2 separate regions of the Hordeum vulgare genome follow, and region 1 is linked to region 2. The links are chromatin contacts, called in public Hi-C maps. All regions are on one chromosome and are shown on one strand. Each heading gives the region's core, a stretch centred on a gene start, on an enhancer-like site or on the middle of the called end of the contact. The rest is flanking DNA. Distances are from core to core; before and after follow the strand shown. Region 1 holds the start of LOC123445064 (ribonuclease 2-like). Region 2 holds the start of LOC123445060 (beta-glucosidase 4).

Region 1 (4,235 bases), core at 816-3,315, 200 kb after region 2:
TAATTTCAGCTTGCTATTCTCAGTGATATGCTTGCTCCTCTTGTATCTAACATCAAGAAAACTACCAAAAAATGGGTCCAAAGCATAAATATCACAAGTACCGCCGCACCCTGGGCCGTCACAAGGAAAACTATATCCAAATTTCTTTTTTATTAGGCATTAATTTGGAACGATGATGCATCAAAACAGCAAAAGCCCCACTTGTGACCCAAGTTAATTCATTTTTTAAATCCCCAATGAGATAAACATGAAATACATGCAAGATCATCATTAAAACCATCATACATTCTGACCATCGATGAACTAATCGGATTAACCAACCAAAGTTGGCCTCGGTCATTATGTATTGAACGAGGAAAAAGCCTCTGTAACGGTTGGTCGGTAGTAAAAAATCATTTAATTTATTTAAATAAAAATAAGACAATATAAGATATTACTCCCTCCGTTTCTAAATATAAGTATTTTTAAAAAAAATATTAGATGACTACATACAGAGTAAAATAAATAAATCTACACTCTAAAATATGTCTATATACATATGTATGTAGTCTCTTAGGGAAACATTTAGAAAGACTTATATTTAGGAAGGGAGGGAGTATATTATTGCTGGACAAAAATTGTTATTTGATTTGATACACTGTGATCCTTAACGTTGATGAATAAATAGAATAACGTGCATTTCACAAGTTTCCCGAAGCACATTTCAAGATGGAAACTGTTTAAAAACATCCGACTGATTTACTCGAGACGTAAGCCATATGTGTTGCTTGACACGCGTCCGCATCACGCTCACAAAGTGTTTTTACTAATTCCCTTCCCTTATATCGTAAGAATAATCACAACCACATGTCTTTCCCTTGCCCCCGCTTCGTCTCCTACCTTTACTCTTGCATCCCGATCCCTATGGCTTTCTCTCAGCTCCAACGGCTCGTCCTCCACGATGGTTCGCTGATGCAGGTTGGCGCTAGGGTTGCAGCCACACCTACGCAGGCTCACAACAGTCGTTGTTGGTGTAGGCGCAAGGCGAGCTAAGTGTCAACTATGTGGCAACTATGTTATGATGGGGATCATGCAGGGTCGTCGAAGATGCTCGTGGTTCAAGCGAGTGTCGGATGGTGCAATCAGGGGCTCGTCGGGGTTATGCATCACTTCCTTTACGGTGATGGCATCGTCGCGCTGCGGTGAAGCTTCGTTGGGCCTCTGTTGCTGTCATGGAGCATCACCGAGGGGACCACGGATGCTGCGATGGAGCATTGCCAGGGGGCTGTCAGCGCAGCAGTGAAACACCGCCGGAGCATTAGTGCTGCAAATGGGGCAGCTCCCTTGCTGCGATGGAGCATCGCCGAGTCCCATTGGCTATTGCTGTCATGGGCATCGTCGGGCCGCCGGGGACGCGCGGTGTTGTAATGGAGCATTGCCTCGGCCTCATGGTGTTGGATTGGACACATTTTGCATTGGAGCCTTGACGGAATGGGTGTCGTCCTGGTAACAGGCGATGACGCTTCAATGTTAAGGGTCATCAGTGCATTCACACTGCTGCAAGCTGGGCTGCAAGCGGCCGTCGAGATTTGCTGGCTGGGTGGTGGCGTGCTGCAAGCTCTTGCTGGGTGTGGTGGTGTGCACCGCGCGAGGCATGTGTGGGAACTGAGAAGGCATCGGTGTGCTACGGAGGAAAAGAGGAGGACGAAGCGGGGCGCTTCAGTGCCAAGAATGACCAGACGGTTCGCGACGATTAGATCTGACGGTGGAAAAGGTGACTTATTTCTGCGCCAAATCAATCGACTGATTTGTAGCAGCCACCTTTCAGAATATATCTATAGATCGACCCTATCGATTATTTAGCTTAGGTGTACTTCAGATTTTTGAACGGCAGAGCTACTAGTAGAAAACGGATTTTATCCCCTAGAAAACTGACTATATCTTGAATGACGAAAGCAGAACAGAGAATAGACGGAGAGGTACTCCTACCTGCTGGGACGGCGCTGGCCCCACTTGCCAGCGACACCATCTCCTTCCCCAACCGCGCCCATTATTAAAGCACCCGATGGCGTCTTGATTGTACTCTGTGTATGTACTACGCTCGGTTCTGAAACCACGACCCACCCAGCAGCCAGAGGGAAAGGGGGAGAAGGAGACACCGCGGCGGGCGGAGAGGCAATGGCGACGACGACGTGCCTGCTGGCGGCCTGGGCGCTGGTCGCCGCCGGACTGTTCGGCACGGGCCTCGCCCGGGCGTCCTTCGCCCCGGCCGCCGTCGGGAAGGAGCAGCGCGAGTTCGACTACTTCGCGCTGGCGCTGCAGTGGCCGGGCACCATCTGCTCCTCCACCCGCCACTGCTGCGCCGTCAACGGCTGCTGCCGGTACGTGCTACTGCTCCGCCCTCCCTCCCCCTCGTTCCCTCCCTCCACCGCCACCGCCCCATCGACCCCCGCGCGCGGTCCCGTTCGAGTTCGGCTCGGGTGGGGGTTTCTGGCGCTCCGGAGATTTGACTTGACCCGTGCTCGCGTAATCTGCTTTGCTTTGTTTCACCGCTGCAGGAAGGAGCCGCTCCACACGTTCACGATCCGTAAGTGCACGGCGCCCATCCTGCTCAATTTTGTGCTTTATCGGTTCCTGGTCGATGGATGTGAGTTCCTCACTGGCGTGGTTGGATTTTCGCTCATGGAACAGACGGGCTGTGGCCGGACTACGATGACGGGACTTGGCCGTCGTGCTGCCGCCGCACCAGTTTCGACATGGACAAGGTGCTAGCCGCAGGGACCTTGCTTACACTGATACGCGGCCGCTCTAGCTTCATTTAATCATGCACAAGTTCGATTCCATTCGTTACCGATACACGAAGATCGACTTGCACTCACTCCGTTTTCAGATTCTATTAATGATGCATGGTTCTGCCGTGTCTTGGTTGATTTGGTGTAGATAACGCCTCTGAAGCCCACGCTGGACAAGTACTGGCCGTCCCTCTACTGTTCGTCCTCTTCCACTTGTTTCAGTGGTAGGGGCCCCTTCTGGGCTCATGAGGTATAGTGTCACAACTGATGGATTCGACTCTAAAAATTATTCATCGATTGGAATTGTTACTAACCTTTTGTGCTGTTCCCTTACCTGTTGTTTTGCATAATGGCATTGTCCCTGCTTGATTGATCATTCGTGGATTGTCTTTAGTGGGGTAATGTTCTTCAATCCACTCGACTTAATGAACTGAAATATTGTTATAAGGGAGAGTTACTAGTTTTGATCCATCTGCACAAACATTGTCTCATTTCCATTGCTAAGTTTCCGTCGTTTTTAATTTTTTTACAGAGAAGCATGGAACATGCTCGGCCCCTGCTGTTCGGGAAGAATTACAGTACTTCAGCACTGCCCTTGATCTCTACTTCAAATATAACGTGACAGTAAGCATCTGGTCACTGACTCATTAGATGTAGCGCATTATTGTTATTTCTTGCAGGAATTATTGGTTTCTTTTGTTGGCTATAGCACCTGAACCTTTGTTATTTCAGTTAGCTTGGTTTCTGGATGAAGAAAACAAACTTAAAACCACTTGAATTGTAGTTCGTGTGAATTTGACTCATGCTAAACCGTGTCATAGAAATTTGTCTCTTTTGCATTGTTATAATTTGGTTTGGAATTGCAGGAAATGTTGGCGACTGGAGATATCCTGGTCTCCAACGGTAAAGAATATGCACTGAGTGATGTCATTGACACCATCAAGCATGCTTTTGGGGGCTCACCGCAGATCATCTGCAAGAAGGGCTCAGTTCAAGAACTAAGGTTATGCTTCACCAAAGATTTGAAGGTGAGTTATCTTTTCTGGGTCTCCTCAATTTTCATTTATATTTGCGGGGACAGAGCTTCGCTGATTTAGGAATGATGTCTCCGCACAGGGCGGATAGGTCTTAATTTTTGCAAAGGAGATCTATTAGTGTGATACTGATTACCGCAACACACTGTTCTTAAAACTGATTACCATCAGCAACATGTTTCCAATTCTTTTTCCCCACGGGGCTGATAGTTATAGTTACATTTGGCTATAATTTTGAAGCATGTTACTTTTTAGAATACGCCCAACTACCCCTCTAAATCCTGATAACAAAATAGGGAGGTGGAGTTTTATTATACTGGAATTGCACAGTTGTGTCTGGATTTTTTTGGTATGTACTTAGTATGCTGTCCAGCTTGCGTTTCTTATAAATTTCTCAGAAAGCGAAGCTGCTTTCTCCTATTGTGTCGTA
Region 2 (4,239 bases), core at 1,677-4,176:
TCTTCTGTAGACATCAACAGCAGCAGCATGAGCTAAGATCTGGTGATGACCAGCCAAGAAAGGTTCAGCAGATACACCTTTACATAATCCAGGAGCGAATATTCCAATCCCATAAGCATTGATGCATGTTTGAATAGGTTCATTGATTGTTATCCAATGCTTAACTCTATCTCCAAAGTTTGCAAAGCAAGCTTCTGCATATAATGCGAAGTACTCTCTGAAATTTTTTGACAGCCAATACAATCAGATATAGAAACACCAAATTAAATGAGAACACTTTGCCGGGGGTCTTTGTCCCCCTTCCCGAAGAAAAAAACAGAACACTTCGAAATAAAGCTGTATTCTTAGATAAACATGCCATGTGGTATTTTGTGTTGGCATTTAACTATATTTAAAAATTCAGAGTCTAAAGTTAAGATGCCTGCATTGACTTACACAATCTTGTCTGAAAGCCAACCCCCCATAGTCCGCTGAAGATTATGTGGAAGATCCCAGTGATACAAAGTTGCATAAGGCTGAATACCTGAAGTCAGGGCAGATGGGTGGTGAATTTTAACGCTTCAGATGGGTGGTGCATAACTAGATGAATAGTAACTTTGACATTAGGTATATCATGTGGCACCTTTCTCAATCATGAAATCTATAAGGTTGTTATAGAAAGCAACTCCTTGCTCATTGATCTCTGTCCCTAAGCCATCTGCAGAAACAGTAAACTTATAAACTCAGATGAGGTATGGAAGATAAATGATAATAATAAACAAGATGCACATATCGAGGGGGAAGCTGGAATTGCGGCGACACAATTTGGAGATGTATTAATATGTGAATCATGATCCACCAATTGAAATGTACCAGGAAATATCCGTGACCAAGATATGGAAAATCTATAAGCACCAAAACCCAACTTGGCCATGAGCTCAATGTCTTCCTGTACCCAAAGAGTTCACACAAGTAATTAGGGATCTAGGAAACAAGGTAAGATTGTACACACGTATGCATCAAGGAGACAATCTCTCTCAAGAAAGGCAAAGAAACACTTTATTTTACAAAAATATAATAGTAATGCGATAGCTATGACAATAACAACACCTTGTATCGATGGTAATGATCAACTGCAACCTCTCCAGAGGATCCGTCTAGGACACGTTCTGAAAAGGCATTTTGATGTCAAATCTAAGTTAAGTTGATATATTTGAAAAAACTAAAGTAGAATGCAGATGAGACAAACCTTTGTTATCTGTAAATACATCCCATATGCTATCGCCTTTGCCACCTTCATTTCTCCCCCCCTCGATCTAGATAGTAGAGGGGAAAAAACAAGAAGATTACTTCATGGTTATGATACATCTAGTTTTAGACAGAAGGAAGGAGGATAGATTCATAGATCACAGAAAACCTCCTTTTGTTTCTTTTACTTGGAACCAAGGAGAGAAAACTGGTGAAACCTAATTTTTTTCATCTAACTGACTAAACCTTCCACACAAAATTCTAACAGTATGATGATTATCTCTTTCCTCTTTAAAGTGGAAAACATCTGTTTCTTAGCTTTCCTGTGTAGTTCTTTCTGTTCACGTTTTTTGCTTTTGATTTGCTCTGTTATTTTGGTTTCCCTCAAAATTTGCTGCTCTGTTTTATTATGTTTTGCTTCGCCTTTTGGCGGGCTGTACTCTTAACGCATTTTTTGTCGTTTCTTCTAATACAAAATGGTGTGTGTTTCGACACATGTCTGAGAAAAAATAAAAGCGGAGAACATTTACGGCAACATATGGATGGAAAATCCCCTATCCATATCTCCTTTCTCAATTCAATTAAGTTTCTCTGCCAGCAGGGGGGGGGGGGGGGGGGGGGTGGAGATCATTTCCTGTCAACCTTTCTTTCCCGTGTATATTCCTTCCTCTCCAATTAAATATATACCGCCTCCATCTACAAATAGTGCTCTACTTCTGAGTTCTGACTACTTTGTACATTCACAACTACTTTCCGATTCTCCATTCCATAGATAAATTTTAATAAAGATGACTGTATGCATCGATTGATGTAGAGGCCGGGGGTTTTAACCTCCTTCTCCCCAAAAAATAAAAAATCCTTAGATAAATTTCCCTAAGTATCAGTATTAAGTCTGTCCATGTATTGCCTCTGTATGTCTGCAGCCAAAGAATTTAATTTGTCGATCACTTCCCACTTGGCCACCTCCCTTTTTTGATCGAGATGAGATGGATTTGCTAGAGGGGAGGGCGTTTGGTTGAACCGCATAAAAATCAGATTTAGGAGCCGCATAAATTTGCTATACATCTATTTTTTTGGTAAAAGCGGTGTGGCTGTTGGTCAGTCACTGTCCTGCTTATTTTTTCAAAGACAAGTCGCCAACAGCAGGAAGCGAGCGCAACCAAGTGAAAGTACAGGGCGTCGTTGGCGTGGGCTACCGGACGAGGGCGACGCGTTGTCACAGCGTGGAAGCAGGAATCAGCAATCGGCGACCCACCGGCCACCGCCACCATTCACCAACCTAGCTAGACAGGGTAGTACTGTACTCTACTACTCCGTAGCTGCTAGCACTAGTATTAGTGCCGAGTGGCAGCCTGAACGGACCTGGTAGGCGGAGGTGGCGACGCCGAAGACGAAGCCCTCGGGGAAGTCGGCGCGGGTCACCTCGCCCGCCGTGCTCCCCATTCCCGGCGAGGGGGAGAGCGGAGCAGGCCTGGTGCTGAGCTTGAGGTGATCTCGATCCGGCGCGCCGCGAGCGTGGGTCGTGGGCGGGCGAGAATTTGGGGGGAGTCGGCTGATGGAGGCTCGAGTCCAGCCGAGTCGAGTCGCGTAGATATAGGGGGAGGGTGGGTGCGCCCGGCGAGCGAGAGAGCGGCCGCTGTCGCTCTGATGTCTCTGGGTGGCTCTCTGTCAACGGCGTCACGGTACGCGTGAAGAGGAGGCCTCTGCCGTCGGGTCGGGCCGGGCCGATCCGTCCGTGTCATTAGGATTGGCTGATCGGTTTGGATCTGGCTTCCACCTCCGACCCACCAACTCCATACGTGTCCAGTCAACCTGGAAGCAGTACTGGAACACTGTTCTCCATTTTGAGAAACTATAACACTATTTCGAGCTTGTGTTAGCACTTAGCGCATGTACCTTTAGGCCGGGCTTGGGATGGTTGTATTTCAATACGGGGTATTTAGTTTACATTTGTATTTTAAGCAGAGCCTTAAGCATCTTCAATGCTGATCCTTAAATTTTGACATACATCCAAACCGCTTAATCCACATGTATTTGGTCATCCAACACGTTTTTGTATCGATCCACGGGTCGGCTGTGAGGACCGGTTTCCAAATAAAATATCTTATTGGAAATCAATTATGAATGACACCAGTTTAGAAAAATATTTTTCACTGATAGATTCATCTTGATACAGAAACCATAAGTACTTAATATTAAACATAGTAGACCGGAGGTCCCTCCATAAATTATTACAACATGTCCATAGTCTCACAAGGATGGATATGTTATAGTGATCATGTGATAACTCTACTGCTTATAATAAAGTGGACACGTCACATCAGAGTGAAGTGACCTGGCAAGTACTACTACGCGCCAAGCGTTAGAGTCAGGCTTGACGATTTATTCGTGGCGGAAGCGGTGAAATAGTACAGCGGCGGACTCCATGATCGCAAGACCGACTAGGACTCCTCTAGGCGTCGGACTCGCTATCGAACTCTTCATCCATGAGGTCTTCTTCATCCATATATGGCCACATCAACAAGCGAGTGAGTACTTCAAAAAGTACTCGCAAACAGTTTGCATAAAAGATGAGGTGCATGCATCAATATTATTATGCATGGTTACATGTCATGGTTATCATAATAAGGATATTAATGGCAGTTAAGTTAGAGCAGATAAGTCGGGCGGTAATTCTCCCGAAATATCCAAACAGAAAATAAAATGCACCAATCGTGTATCTGAAGTGACGCCTCCAAAGGTTAGCAAGTAAACTAAATAATCACCATCGGGCGTCTAAGCAACACCGCATAAAGGGCTTAAAATAAAACAAGCCGCAATCGGACATCTTAGCGACACCACAAAGAGGGCATAAATACATAACAAGCCGCAGTTGGGCGTCTTAGCGACACCTCAGAGAGGGCATAAATAAATAACAAGCCACAGTCGGACGTCTTAGCGACACCACAAAAGGGTATAAATAATAAAGGATTATCCGGGTGGTACAACCAACCTTCAGGATATTCCGAATAA

What was found. A called contact is a pair of places that touch in the nucleus more often than the background predicts.
Region 1: a contact with region 2 is called in a Hi-C map of leaf, with 2.4 times the contacts expected there. The contact joins the promoter of LOC123445064 here to the promoter of LOC123445060 in region 2. A contact is called at or near these places in 3 of 6 Hi-C or Micro-C datasets (leaf and seedling) and 1 of 1 datasets of contacts at active chromatin or transcription factors (embryo).

What each region holds. Positions count from the first base shown.
Region 1 is chr3H:560,035,792-560,040,026 of MorexV3_pseudomolecules_assembly, forward strand. It overlaps LOC123445064 (ribonuclease 2-like), which reads left to right and starts at 2,066. Exons shown (of 9, transcript XM_045121990.1): 1 at 2,066-2,360; 2 at 2,538-2,566; 3 at 2,671-2,744; 4 at 2,920-3,021; 5 at 3,166-3,169; 6 at 3,304-3,395; 7 at 3,638-3,799. The coding sequence starts at 2,158.
Region 2 is chr3H:559,833,948-559,838,186 of MorexV3_pseudomolecules_assembly, forward strand. LOC123445060 (beta-glucosidase 4) reads right to left here and starts at 2,927. Exons shown (of 15, transcript XM_045121985.1): 1 at 2,590-2,927; 2 at 1,229-1,295; 3 at 1,090-1,148; 4 at 853-928; 5 at 623-697; 6 at 436-523; 7 at 1-217. The coding sequence starts at 2,670.